4 separate regions of the Sus scrofa genome follow, and regions 1, 2 and 4 are each linked to region 3. A link is a contact called in public HiChIP or PLAC-seq data. All regions are on one chromosome and are shown on one strand. Each heading gives the region's core, a stretch centred on a gene start, on an enhancer-like site or on the middle of the called end of the contact. The rest is flanking DNA. Distances are from core to core; before and after follow the strand shown.

Region 1 (3,477 bases), core at 219-2,718, 750 kb after region 3:
CAGATGGCTTTGGATCCCTGGGAAGGAAAGGGAAGCCGGAGAGATCTTTCAGCACCTCTAGCACCCCAAAGTCACAAAGACACCCCTCCGTTCAAGAACTGAGGCACAATTCCACTGATTATTTCATCTCATGTACCCCCACCCCCGGCCGTCCAACCTCATGCCCCTGCCTCCTTGCACAGTAACATTTACAGCTTCATCTCCACTCTCCACATTTTATTTAGTCTTCTCTGCTCTGCAGTTCTCTCTTGCAAATGGCCTCTGCCCTTGTCCCTGACTGGCTTCAGAAAACCCTCCACCCTTCAAAAGCCTCTGACCCCTCCTTAGGAACCAGAAAAGCAAATCCTTTATCCAGAGCCCCTTCAAACTTTATTCGTGCCTTTTCTCCAGCACTTAGCATCGTCTACCTTGGGTCAGGCTTGGCTCCTCAGCTGAGCGCTCCACTGAGGTCAGAGTCTGGGCCCTAAATGCCTCTAGGACCCTACAACCCAGTACAGCGCCCGCACCAGTGTGTGCCGAAGGAAGAAATGCTTGAAAAAAAAGACCTAGGAGTTGGGAGCCATCTATTTTAATTATGGCCCGGCTTCTAATAAGTGACTTTGGGGGAGGCTCTCCTTCTCTCTGGGTCTCAGTTGCCTCAACAGGAAAATGGGGGAACTCGAAGCCTGTACTCTTAGGCCCCTTCCACTGTGACAACTGTGATTCCGCGAAAGCTCTAAGCGGCTGGGTGTGGCCCCGCCCCCTGGGAGCCCTGAAAAGCCCGGGCAGGGGGCGCCCAGGGAAGGGCTCCAACCCCGCCCAACCCCGGGCCAACGCTTCCCGAAAAACTCGGGGTCCCCCTCCCCCACGCATGCACCCCGTGATCGCGCCGCGGCCAGCACTTCCGCACGGCGGGCCCTGCGGCCCGGGCCGGACGCGCGCTCGGCGCCCTGCGGCCCGCGCTCCTGCCACCCCGGAGGCGCTCGCGCCCGGGGAGGGCTGGGGGTTCCCGAGGCGCCCGCGGGCGGAGGGTGGGGGGGAAGGAAGGAGGATTTGCAGCAATACCTCGGGGAGGAGGAGACCGGGGCAGCGGCGGCGGCAGCGGCGGCTGGAGGCGGAGGCAGCGGCGAAGGAGGAGGTGCCCGGGCACTCCCCCTCCTATTGTCCCCAGCCCCGGCCAGGCCCGGCCCCGAGCCCCGCACCGCGCCCCGCGCCGCGCCGCCAGCCCTTACCTTACAGCGCCCGGCTCTCCCCCGCTTCCTAAAGCTACTTATCCCGGGAAAGCTCGCGCGGGGCCCGGGAGCGAACCCACAGACAAAAAGTGAAACTTCGGCAGGGCTGGAGCGGCTGCTGGTTGGTGCCTTTCCCCCTCCTTCCTCCCCACCGTCCCCACCCCCTCCCCTCGGTCTCCCGTGCGGTGCCCTGAGAGCTGGAGGCTGACGTCAGGGGCCTGAATTCCTGACTTTGCCTGCACGCATTTGTCCATGTAAGGTATGGGAAGGCGGGTGCCCGCGGGGCCGCCGCGCCGCGCTCGCCGCCGGGGGAGGGGGCGCCCTCCGCGAGCCATGGCCTTGCTCCAAGGTGGGTGCACCCGAGGGCCGTTGATTTCCTGGGAGGGAGAGAAGACGCGGGGAGCTTGCAAAGGAGGAAGGAAAGAGGGAGATGTGGAGGCTTTGCCTGCACTGGAGGAAGAGGAAGGAAACGAAGAAGGAGGACACTGCCGGGGTGAGGGGCTATTGAAGAAATGGGGGAAAGCGCGTCCACTGTTTAGGGCGCCAGATTGGCGGGGTGAGGGGGGGCGGTAAGCCTGAGCAAACCAGATCCAGCCTTTGAATCCCCTTCGGAGACTTGCTCTTGAGCCCCGCCCCGAATTCCCAGCCAGGCTCAAAAGTACTGGATGTCAGAGCACCAACATCAACTTCCAACCCGTCCACTACACACATGGGGAAACCGAAGCCCTCAGAAGAGAAGTGACTTGTGCAAGGTCATGTACTCCACAGATCCAGGCATGAGACCCGGATGCTCATCTTTCCAGCCCTGTTCCCGTCACCCTGGCTCCCTGCTTCCTGCAGAGCAGTGAACCAAATGTCTTCGGGCTACAAGGACCACCCTAGACAGAGATTCCGAACTTGCCTGGGCCGCGATGAAGTCAGTTCCTAGAAGGCTCTGACTGCCAGTGAGCGTTGAATAGCCATACCAATTAGTTGCTTCAAGGCAACTTCCTCTGTCTCTTGCTTAAATAAATGAACCCCAGGAGTTTAACATTTACTTCACAGCCCTGACTGGAAACCCAGAAAGCTTACTGGGTGCTTCCAGCTTCAAAAAAGTTTGCAAACTGGGTGAACTGGTTTGAATAAAGGCAGACCTGATACTGGAAGTTTGGGGTTGGATATTTTTCCTCAGACATTTAAATGTGAGCAACCAGGAGAGCCACCATTTATTATGTTAAAAGGTTAGGAAAGGGGCAGCAGCCATTGCCTGGAAGGCACTCTAAGGCTGGGGACTTTGTTTCCTTGTATTTCTATCCTACTGATGTCTAATCATTCCTCACCTCAGCACGTGATAAAGCACTTTTTTCTCACTGGCATATTATGTTTTTTTGTTAGGACAAATTGTAGTCCCTTGTTTCCATTTAAGGAAAAAATCGGGTAAAGAGGCTTGCCCAACACAAAATAAGCAACAGAACGAAACACCTGAACCCACCTTCCCCCATCCAGGTCCCCTGACTAATCCCATGATTTTTCCACTCAACAAGGAGGCCCTGATCTTCTAATTCCTATTAATAAATAGTGAGAGTACCCAGTGAGTTACTAATTCATGAAACCTAGAAAACTTGCTTTTGGGGGTATTTGGTGGGATTTTTTTTTTTTTTAACCAAGAATTAAAAAATGCAGAAACATTTTTGCTCCTGCCTTTTATCAAGCATCTTTTTTGTGCAAAGTTTTTGAATTCACACATTCCTGGGTATGATAGGGATGGAATAGGATAATGGCACGTGTGGTTGTGGGGGTCCCAGTGGGGGACCATGGATGGAGGGGGGTGCCTGGGGAGATTTGGGAAATTACTGTGGGTTGGCGATTGATCAATGGGGAGGGCCATCAGAATGACTAGTGGAGGCAGGAGATAAGCCTCAGGTCTTTGAGTGTGGGATGGGGCGAGGCCTGCATTCAGGTTCAGACCTAGGGCAGGAGTTTAAGGACCACCCTTCTGATTTGAATAAGCTCCGGGACAGTCCTAGTTTGACCTTACAGAGTCAATACTCTCTTACCAGCTACTGAGGAGGAGCTACTACTCTAGAAAGAGGAAGAGGCAGTCTTTTCCCACCCCCATTTCCCTTGGATTATTAAAATGTAGCCCACCTAATCTTCAGGGCAGAGCCTCCTTCCCTGCCTGCTAGCATCTCTCACAAGCACTTTTTCTTAATGAATCTAAGTCTTTCCTATCAGTTTGTCTCTCATTGAATTCCTTCTACGCTGAGGCACAAAGAACTTGAACCAC
Region 2 (3,511 bases), core at 274-2,773, 640 kb after region 3:
CTAGATGGAAGCCTATTTAACCATTTAATGACATAACAGTGCCACCATATAATTATACTTTGATTATTTTAAAGGTATCATTTACCTTTCAAAAATTTTCTTTACACCACTTTGCTTTTATGAAAAGGCTTACATTAGTATCTGTTTCATTGACCAAAAGAAAGCCAAAGAGGATATTCGTTCTTACAAAAAAAAAAAAAAATGGCAAAAAGCAAAAATAGCATTCAGAGTTTGCAGTTGCTTCTGCACTTGACTCCTTTTCAGCTCACAAAATGTGTCATAGGAACACTCTCACTTTCAGATAGCAGGGAAACCTGTACTGGGGTTTCAGATGACAATTCACAAGGGGTTTAAGAAAGAATTCCATAAACAAAAAGTTTCTGAAAAGACCAAGGCCCAATGAGTCTACTGACCAAGGTCATACAGCCAGTCAATGTCTGGACCACAAAGACATTTCTTGGACGAAGGCCTTGGAATGAGGGGCTAATGAGATACAATCAGAGAAAGTTAAAAGAGCTCCAGAGAGCATGCATTGCAATTAGAGAGGTCAGCTCGCTACCCCCAACCCCCAATAAGGCTGTAACTCTAGAAAGATTTGAGAATCAAGAGGGGAAGGATAATGGGAGCCAGAACGAATGGGTATCCCAGGTCTGGAACTTCCTTAATGTCTCTCCTCCATGCTCAGCTCTGGGTCTTCCTGCCCAGGTTAACCACCCAGGAAGAACTTGGAGGTGGGGCGCTAAAGGAGAAGAGCAAAGCTGGGAAAGAAACACACACTTTTCTTCTTTTCCCTGACTCTTCAGACAGCGCTCTGGCAAGACAGGGAAAAGGCCCTCTTGGGCGCCAGTGGACTTCAGCTTTGCATTCCTCCATCTCTCCATGGGCCAGATAGGAATAATCGGATACACGTCAACCCTAGAGTAGTCTGGTGAAATCACAGGGAAGACTCTTCAATCTGCTTAGTAACAGCAACAGAAAGTGCTAAATTAGTGAGTCAAGAAATATTTCTGGAAGAGCTATTCAACTGGAATGCTTGGAGAGCCACCCGCATTGCAATAACTCGAGCTGTCCTCATCTTTTAGAACACCCATAAGCCCAGGATTTAAAAAGGACTTCACAGCTCCAGGGGCAGCCAAATAAATAAATAAACACATAGAAGCTCTAAGTGGCTGACTGAAGTTATTAGGGAGAAAGTTATATTCTCAACAAGGATGTGATCTCTCTCTCTCTTCTCTTCCCCCACCCCCATAATTTCCCGGACCACTTTTGGTAGTGAGCAGTTTGTCATGTTTCCAAGGGAAGCGACGCAGTCTCCTGCGCAGCCGATTCCATCTAAAAAACATATCATCTGTCTCTGCGGCAGAAAGCCCAGTTGGAAGAAGCAAGTTCTGTGCGTTCAACTAGAAAACACTTCTTGTTCTCGCTGTCAAAATAATTCTGTATTAAACTTCTGGGATATGTGACTAATGTGCTTGGAACCTCTTGGAGCGACTGGTTTATTTATTTTAGGGAGGGGAGAGCTGCTGCTGCTGCTGGGGGTGGTGATAGAGAAAGAGGAGGAGGAAGAGGAAAGGAGGAGGATAAAGGACCCGGAACCTTGGAGAAGGAGCCCAGGGTCTGCTCGCATGGCTCCCAGGAGCCAGCCCTGACACACTTCATTATCAGAAGCCTGACAAGGCACCAAGCCAGGCCAGAAAAGGAAAGGCAAGACAGAGAGACAGGTAGTGAACACTTCCCAGAGCTAAGGTTGCCTCACAGTTCCTAAAAAGGCTCAGAAAGTTAAAAAGTAAAAGTAAAACGAAATACAAACACACACACACCACAGAAATCCTATCACAGCTCTTTCTAAAACACATAACTCTCCCTACTGCTAACAGGGGGGAAAAGCCCCAAACACATGATGGGGGGCATCTATCACCTCTATGATTTGACATCAATGCTTCACCTTCACATACCTTCCACACGCAGCCTGCCACTCCCCGCTTTCTGTCTTCCCCATTCCCTTTGTCTTGAAAGCACGTCTCTCTTCCTTGTTTATTGAAGTTCTAGCTATCTTTCAAGACCTTTCAACACCACACCCTCAGTGAAGCCTTCCCCAGTGGCAACAAACAGAACCTTCTGCCCTCCCTGTGTCACTGATAAGTTTACAGCAGGTCTCCAGGTGATCTTCAGGTATGAACATAACAATCTACCTACTGCCTGGCCCACCCTCCATCCCCAGAAACCAGTCTCCCCACAGCACCCACAGTGCACATGTACACACACACACACACACACACCCCAAGCCCTTGCCGTCAGAGGTCCAATTTTTCTATCTCAGCATCCCTACAAAGTAGCTTGAGGCCTGCAAACACCAAGGACACAGTCAATGCAGGTCCATCATGGAAACTGTGCCTTCCACAGCGAAGGGTCTTTAGTAGTAAACTTTCAAGAGACTTAAAAGAAAAAAAAAAAAAAAAAAAAAAGCTGAAAAATCTTCAGAAGGAAAAAGGCCAGGAATTTGCCTCTAGAGTCAGCACTTGAAAGCTGCCCTGCTCCCTTCTCAAATCCCATTGTGTGGTCAGAGTCTCCTCTCCTGCTTTGAGTCGGAAAGTGGGTAGAAATTTGGGAAACAAATGAGGAGCAGTGGCAGGAGAAGAAGTTCCCAGCAGGAAACAGATTGGGTAAATAAATCTAAAACATCATTTTTATAACTGAAGATTGAAATGTATTGCTTACTTTGTGTTTCATTTTAATGCTGCAGCCCCCCTATCCCCCAGCTTCTCACTTTAATACTTACATGTTTAAAAACAAAAGGAAGAAGGAAAGAAGGTATCTGGAGTAGAGAATAGGGCTGGGAGAGAACCAGGACAACGATGAGAGAAACAACAAGTTGGTCTGAATGCCTCTGGTCAGTTTTGGCAGGATCTCCTTCTAACTTTCTCTCTAAAGAGCTGCTTGGCAAAAAGAAGGCTTCAGAAAACAGTTTTCACTTTCCTTCTCCAAGCTCCACCTCCCTCCCCCACCTCATTTTAAAAATCAGCTCCAACCTCCTAAAGAGGAAAAGGAAAAGTGAGACCCAATTCACTCCACATTTTATACCACTTAAGGAAAACCATTTCTTGGAGAAAATGCTTTACAGTTCAGAAAATAATCTACTCTCTCACCCAGTTTCTCTCGACTTCGGCAGCTTCCATCTCATTCCTGTCTTTTTGCTTTTCTTCAACTTGGAAGTAGTTCACTGCCCTAAGAACCAGGATTATCCTTCTCTTCATTCAACATTTCTATCCCACTCTCCCTCTTGCTCTCTCTCTTCCTCCCTCTACCACACACACAATATTGTTTCTATTTTCTTGCGTTTATTAGAAGGTATTATACCCACAAAGGATAAGTCTTTATTTGTTCATTTACTCAATTTAAATATAGCTCAATAAGCACCTAGTATTAAGCACCCTACTTTCAAAGAGCCAATATTCTAGCAGGGGAGAGCAAACCAATCCATTAGAAACTGTAAAGCAAGGTTGATGGCAAT
Region 3 (3,445 bases), core at 738-3,237:
GAGAAAAGGCCAGGACTGACAGCCCCAGGGAATGGGTTAAGAAACGGCCCTGACATATTCTTCACGACAGTTCACGACAGTTACTAAGTCGACTCATTTCCTAAGTGCCAGCTACTTGGACAGATACCCTCAGGCTTATAAGTGACCACAGTACTTATCATCCAAACCAGAGCACTTCAGAGTGAAAGAGGAGGCTATTAATAATTACACCAGGGCAACAGGCATAAAGTAGGAAGGTAAACCAGGATACATGGTCACCTTAGCCTCCAGGGCTAATATCAGCAGTGAAGGGGCCCCATTCATGGAGAAATGTCCACTCCATAAGAAGGATGTAAGCATCAAGATGACATAACACAGGGCTGGCTGGTTATACTGACATTATTAAAAAGACCCAAGAGTTGAAAGAGAAAGCTATCACTTCTAGAGAGGGTAACTGGCATTTGAGCTGAGTTTTGAGGGATGCAAAGGATTTAAATGTTTGGTAGTGAGAGGTCACATAGTCTTCTGGGTGATTTACGGAAAAAAAAAAAAAAGAAGAAGAAGAAGAAGAGGAAGAAGAAAAAGAAGCCAAGGCACAGGGGCAAGGGAGCACAGGCCTCTGTGGAACATGGTGAGGAAGCAGAGTGGAACTGCTGTGGTGACAGTGGCAGGCATGGGGAGACCAGGCAAGGACAGGGCAGAAGAGTGCTGATGCCGGGCTGGCCTTGATTCTAATTGTGTGGACACCACCAAGGGTGAGATGTCCTCCTTACCTAAGTGAGGTTGCACAAATCAGCTTTCTTGGACTTGGACTTGGGGTGAGACTACCCAGATGTCCAGACTCACAGACCACAGACTGCTGCTGTTCTCACCAGGTCAACTGTCTTCCCTCCAACAGGCGAGGGAGTCTCATCATTTGAGGAACTGCACCACACCTCTCCTGGTTTCAGCACTTTCTCTCTCCATCCAGCCGCTGGAGAAGTGGGTTTGGAAGTTAGGGGGAAGTGTCTGTTTGGTAATCCAACAGGACTGGACAGCTTGCAGGGGGTGGATTTTAGGGGCTATCCCCTTGTGAACATTCAAACCTTTGAAGCTTCATAGTGCGACTACTTATATTCCTATTTTTCAGAAGTATACACAAGACCAGAAGAAGCTGGGACCTTGGGGCTATCAGAGGAGTCAAGAGAGGGAGACTATCTCTGTATCTGTGACGCTGAGCAGAGCTTTGCCATTTGTGAGTGACATTCACATTTGGGCCTCACAAATTTTGCAAGACAGGTCAGTAAGGTGTTATTGTGGCCAGCAATTGACATAGAAGGGAATTAAGGAGCAGACAAATGGATGACTCATCCAAGGTCACACAGCAAATGACAGAGCTCAAGTCTCCTGGAGCCCCGCCATGTACACAGGCGGCAACCACACAGCCTGCCCTCAGAAAGGCAATGAGGAGAGGAAGGAGGTGGACTGGGAGGAGAGGAGGAGGAAGGGGAAGCATCATTGGAGAAGAGGAAAGGCAAAACCCTTCATTCTAGTTGTGAGGTCTGGGATGGACCTAGAATCTTCTCCCTTAATCCTTTCCCATCTCACTCCCAGGTTTCCTCTCAGACCCAATAAAACGCGTCCGAGGCTGTGCAGTAGGGAGGCGCTGCCGGGTAATGTCTTTCCTGAGGCTCTAGCTGGGCCCCCTCGGGGAGGCCCAGCCTTTCAAAGGCTGCTTGTACACTGGGACCCGATGCAGGGGCGGCTGGAGGGCTTAGGTCAGGAGGAGGGGCCGAGTCTGCCTTTGGTGCCTAGAAATCAAAGCAGCCAACCTTGGGCTTTTTCTTCCCCTCACACTGAGGCACTTTTATTGGCGAGATGAAGGGAGGCAGAGCGGGCCTACAGTCCTCGCTTTGCTTTTGGAGGTTAATGACCCAGTTAGCAGCTCTTGGCTGCGTTTCCGACATTTTGCAGACATCAAGCCCCGCGTCTCTGCCAAGTACATTCTGTTCCCTGGAGCTCATCCAAAGCATCTCAGATTACTATGTAATGCGACAGAGGGAGAGGTGGCTGGGAGGGGCCGCAGGGAGGGCGGGGGAGCGAGCAGGAGCCCGGAGGGCGGGGCGCCGAAGCGCTGGGGCGGGGTGAGGGGGATGCCACCCCACATATAGCTGCCCTCCTGGACACGCAGCCCCAAGGTGCTTATTTGCTGCACTGGAGGGACCCCAAAGTGAGGCTGCGGAGGCCCCCGGCGTCCAGGCAATAAGAGAAAGAATCCTCCGACTGAGGGCCAAGCTCCCAACCCAGGGCGGGGCTGAGGTAGGGGCCGCTGGAGACACCCGGCTGGAAGGAAGGGGAGCGGACGAAGGGGAGGGGCTAAGGGGATAGGCCCCGCCCCTAGGCCCGTCCCCCTGTAGCGCCAGCTGCAGCCGCAGCCTGTGCTCTAATTATAGACGTGAATGGAAAGCGGTAGCTTTTGAATGATCGTGTTGCTCCGGCTGCCTTTGGAGGCTGAGGAGCAGGTGCTGCCCCGCTAGATACAAAGTGATTCATTTAAAAGCCCTCTGTCACGCATGCACGCTCACCGACGTACACGAATCCTCTGGCTCTCTCTCGCACCATCGCCAGGCAGTGGTTCCAGAATTGATTTAGGAGACCCGGACCCTAGGGAATGGGACAGTGCCTGGAAGTCTTTTTCTTTCTCTTTCTCCATCCTTAGAAAACTCCCCATGGCTGAAAAGAACCTCAGGCCTTTTCAAGCTGTGGGAAAGTAGCATTTTGTTTTACAGATGGAGAAACTGAGGTTGCGAGAGAAACTGGGATGTATTTCTGGGCCACAGGATGTGTCAGTGCAGACAGCCCAGCTTCCTGATGGCCTCTCTCTTTCCCTCATCAGGTTGGAACTTCACTTCAGTGACATCCATTTCCAGGCATGGAGGCTTTGTACATGTGCTTCCCCCTCCTTTCCCGGTTCAGCTCCTCCCCCTTCCTACCCCGCGCCCCCATCCACTCCCACACAGACAAATTGCTAGTGCCAGCTAATTCTCAATGGTAGGTTTAATAGTTTTGGGCCTGGAAACGGAGCAACGTAAAAAACCATGCTCATTTTCCCATCAGTTAGATGTGAGTCAACCAATGTGCCCTTCCTCAGCATAACGGGGTAGGGAGGAACTCCCCAGGAGGCAAAGCCTACACTTGTCTTCCTCAGCATCTCAGGAACCCCTAGCACCCACAGTGAGCCCAGTGCTCTCATGAGCATCGTGACCTAATCCAGGCCACACAAGTGCAATAGAAAGTCACATGTCCATATCACAGAGTCTCTGCAGAAATGGAGTAGAAGCAACTTGCTCACAGTCATCTGCTGGTGAGTGGCAAGCTGGGAGCCAAATCCAGGACTGACACCCCTTTCCTGGGTTCTGTTCAGTACTCATGCTATGGTCTACACTGGGGAGCAAGGATCCACCTGGTCATGGAAGGGGGTCACTCA
Region 4 (3,318 bases), core at 140-2,639, 850 kb after region 3:
ACACATCCCAAACCCAGAAGAACTCAGCTTGATAGGACCTGCAGCTACCTCCATCCTTACTCAGCCCTAAGCAGGCAACAATTTCGGGCAAGGCTTTAGTGGGCAAGAGTTAGGGACCCCAGGTTTTTCCTGATTCTGTGTGTGACTCGTGTGATGTTAGGAAAACCACTTTTCTGTTAGTTGAAGCTCAGTTGCTTCAACTGTCACATGTTGGGCTTGGATTTATCAATGTGCTTCTAACTTTGAAAGCCATTGTATTATTATTATTAATATTTATTATTTTTTCCTGAGAATGCTGTGGGAACCTAGGATGTATAAATGTAAAAGTACAGGGGGCTGAGGACTTAGAGCCCCTTCATTTACTCCATTTGTGTTGCTGTGTGACCTCTTCATGGAAGGCAGTATGGAAATGATTGGCTAACTCCCAGAAACCCCTTTAGTCCCCAACACCAGCATTAAGGACCAGTACTATCTTAGATAGTTAAACATCTGAGGGCTTGCAGTAAGCTCAGAATTCAGGATCCAGAACTGGGCAGATAGAAAAAGGGGTCATAATGGCATAACTGGGGTAGAGGGCAGCACGACACAGATGTTACGCTTCACAGGTGCACAGCACTTTACAGTTGACAAGATATTTGTGCATCAGTTGTCTCTTTAGAGCTTGCCCAGCACTGCACATATAGATATTTTCATGATGACCTTTCATGAAGCAGCGATTGGGTACCTGGTACAGGGATATACCAGGAATACAAAGAGGCTCCATTTGAGCCTCAGGAAGCTCATCATCTGATAAAGGAAAAGGCATGTAAACATATTGCAATTGCAAAATTGAAAGGTTCTAAGAGAAGTGCATGCAAATGTGGAAGGGAGAAGAGAAAGAAATGCTTCACTTTTCCTTGGGGGGGGAAGAAGGCACACTTAGTGGGGAGTGGGCCCTGCCCTGGGGAGTGGAGTTCCCCAGGCATTTAATGGGGTGGGGGGTTGGGGGTCATTCCACCTGTTTGAAGTCTAGACAACTCCGAAAAAGCCTGGTGGGGAAGAGAAGAGGAGTCTGGGGAACCTGGCTGGGGGGGTTGGGTAGCAAGGAGAGTTGCGGCTGTGAAGGTAGCCTGGTGGGGAAGGGCCTTGAATGCAATGCAAAGAATTTGGACCCTGTGGCAATGAGATCTGAGCTTTCTAGATGAGGAGACAGGTTCACAGAAGTCTGAACCTTTGCTGAAGTCACAGGCACGGGGAAAGCAATTGCAGGGCCGGCTGGACCAGTGTCCTGTGGCTCTTCCTGCTACCCTGTGCTGCCTCCAGCAGGCCTGAACCAGGCAGGCCCTGCGTGGGAGAGGCCTCTGGGCTGTTTATCCTGCTCGGTAGGGCTGGCCCTGGCCGGGAATGGAAGCGGGTGGGGTGGGGGCCATGGAGGAGAGGAGGGGCCTGACAACAAGGGCTACATTCAAGGCCTGCACTGGAGCCTGCGAGGAGAATGGAAAGCTACAGTCTGTCGGAGCATCCAGCCTTGGCAAGGCGGTCGGGGCCTTATAAGGAAATGTTGTTCTCTCCCAGCCAGTGGGGCTGGGATGGAGCCCTGTGCCCACAGGACAGAGCTGCCCTTGTGGGGGTAGGCCGGGGTGCCACCCGCCCCTCTGTTGTGAGCCAGAGCTCTCAATGGGCCACTTCTGCAGGCTCAGCAATCCCTCTCAGCCCCAGCCTGGGAGCAGCCCCCACCCCCTCCGTGCCCTCCACTCCCCAGTGCCCTGGGCTGATTGGAGGAAAGGAAAAAAACAAAACAAAACAAAGCCTTGGCCAGATTTCAGGCCTCCATGCTGTTTGATGCCGAATAACCCCGAAAACAGGCTCAAGTCAAATTCCCTCTCCCGTCTCTGCAGGGTGTGCGAGGGGAGGGATGGCTCTGTGCCTTTCGTCCCTGCCCTGCACCCAGTTGTCTCCTCCTTGTGACCACAGAACTCCCAGCGCTGAGTTCTGTCGTTGCAGAAAGGCAGAAAGTGGGCAGAAAGAAGCCTGGTGCTGGTGCCGAGGGGGCCGGGCCACTGGCACTGGCGCACTCCTAGGAGCAGGGCGACTCTCTCCAGACTCCTTACCAGTGCCCAGCAGGCCAGAGGGCCTGGGAGACTTCGGAGGGTGCAGAGGAAAAACACTGCTGGCCAGTAGAGCAACAGAGAAGGCTCCTAGGGAAACCATGGTCAGGTCAGCATTCCTCAGCTCCTGGAAGCGGCGCAGCTCTGCAGCCGTGAGGGGTGATTTAAAGCACTGATCCCTAAGAGATCTCCCTAAACCTGAGACGGGCTAGGAGCAGAAGAGATGCTTAGTGTGGCCTTTCACTTTGCTTATTCGCAGACGCACAGACGCATGAAACCCTGGAGCTACCAGGAAACAGGTCAGCCAGCCCAGCTCTCCACCTAAAGCAAACTTGGCAGAACTTTCAGCCGCCTGTGCTCTCCCCGTGACCATGAACTCAGTCCCTCAAGCCAGTTCCTTTGCATCTACAGGTGACCCTGTGTGTCACCCACCAAGGCACCACCTCGAGGGTATTGTCCAAAGCCGAGCCATGAGAGTCACACAGTGAACAAAATGCGAAGGAGAAAGTTAGGAGCCCTGAGAAAATCATGGGGAAAATGTTCTTAGAGTTGAGAGAAAGGGAAATTCCTCTTGAATAGGTGACCAGAGCAGTGTTCATTGAAGGCCAGGGGTGAGGGGAGACATTTGGGGTGCAGAAAGGCTTGGAGTTCAGGAAGTGATATTTTACTATTATTATTATTCTTTTTAGGGCTGCACATGTGGCATATGGAGGTCCCCCAGCTAGGGCTGAATCGCAGCTGCAGCTGCCGGCCTACACCACAGCCACAACAACGCAGGATCTGAGCAGCATCTTCGATGAGCCTGCATCCTCAAGGTACTAGTGGGTTTCTTAATCTGCTGAGCCACAACGGGAACTCCCGGGAAGTGACAAGCTTGGAGAGTGGGGAGGTGGTTTCCAGGAGAAGTGGTAGTGGGCAGGTGGGCAGGGAGGGACAACTTTGGGCTGGCTTGGCCCATGAAGGGATGGGCATGGTTAGTGTGTACATCTGGGAGAGAGGAGCTTTGTTAGTATAGAGGCGAACACCAGACTTTAGAGGCTCTGGGTGTCAAAGGGAAGAAGGGGCTCAAGTGAAAGAAGCCAGGAGCCATGGAAGGCTTTTGAGCATCAGAGAGGCAGGGCTTTAGCAGTGTGAGCTGGTAGCATGCACAGGCAGAGGTGGAGGGAAAGCATCTTCCTCCCCATTTCAGTCAAATCAGGAAAGTGCTCCTTCCACAGGCAGAGCTCCAGAT

Evidence for each region. HiChIP or PLAC-seq counts read pairs in DNA pulled down with a chosen protein or histone mark.
Region 1: an H3K27ac HiChIP or PLAC-seq map of alveolar macrophages shows a contact between it and region 3, with 7 times the contacts expected there. The contact joins the promoter of LPP here to the promoter of TPRG1 in region 3. A contact is called at or near these places in 2 of 5 promoter capture datasets (fetal skeletal muscle and liver), 9 of 47 Hi-C or Micro-C datasets (brain, embryonic fibroblasts, fibroblasts and 6 more) and 2 of 2 datasets of contacts at active chromatin or transcription factors (alveolar macrophages and skeletal muscle).
Region 2: a contact with region 3 is called in an H3K27ac HiChIP or PLAC-seq map of skeletal muscle. The contact joins the enhancer-like site here to the promoter of TPRG1 in region 3. A contact is called at or near these places in 10 of 47 Hi-C or Micro-C datasets (brain, embryonic fibroblasts, fibroblasts and 5 more) and 2 of 2 datasets of contacts at active chromatin or transcription factors (alveolar macrophages and skeletal muscle).
Region 4: an H3K27ac HiChIP or PLAC-seq map of skeletal muscle shows a contact between it and region 3, with 9 times the contacts expected there. The contact joins the enhancer-like site here to the promoter of TPRG1 in region 3. A contact is called at or near these places in 5 of 47 Hi-C or Micro-C datasets (alveolar macrophages, brain, embryonic fibroblasts and 2 more) and 2 of 2 datasets of contacts at active chromatin or transcription factors (alveolar macrophages and skeletal muscle).

The regions. Positions count from the first base shown.
Region 1 is chr13:125,780,364-125,783,840 of Sscrofa11.1, reverse strand. It overlaps LPP (lipoma-preferred partner), which reads right to left and starts at 1,468. Exons shown (of 11, transcript XM_021071250.1): 1 at 1,212-1,468. LOC106508360 reads left to right here. Exons shown (of 3, transcript XM_021069821.1): 2 at 714-1,332; 3 at 1,862-3,477. The coding sequence ends at 2,059.
Region 2 is chr13:125,889,428-125,892,938 of Sscrofa11.1, reverse strand. All of the region lies in intron 2 of LPP (lipoma-preferred partner), which reads right to left. Among named protein-coding and RNA genes, the nearest start is that of LPP, 110 kb to the right of the region's middle. Within about 2 kb of position 1,523, at least 39 of the 83 cell types and tissues checked have an H3K27ac peak or open chromatin away from gene starts, as enhancers often do. A contact at or near this core is called in embryonic fibroblasts, skeletal muscle and subcutaneous adipose tissue, where this site is marked.
Region 3 is chr13:126,528,503-126,531,947 of Sscrofa11.1, reverse strand. It overlaps TPRG1 (tumor protein p63-regulated gene 1 protein), which reads right to left and starts at 1,987. Exons shown (of 7, transcript XM_013982282.2): 1 at 753-1,987.
Region 4 is chr13:125,682,067-125,685,384 of Sscrofa11.1, reverse strand. No RefSeq gene overlaps it. Among named protein-coding and RNA genes, the nearest start is that of LPP, 99 kb to the left of the region's middle. Within about 2 kb of position 1,389, at least 46 of the 83 cell types and tissues checked have an H3K27ac peak or open chromatin away from gene starts, as enhancers often do. A contact at or near this core is called in brain, skeletal muscle and subcutaneous adipose tissue, where this site is marked.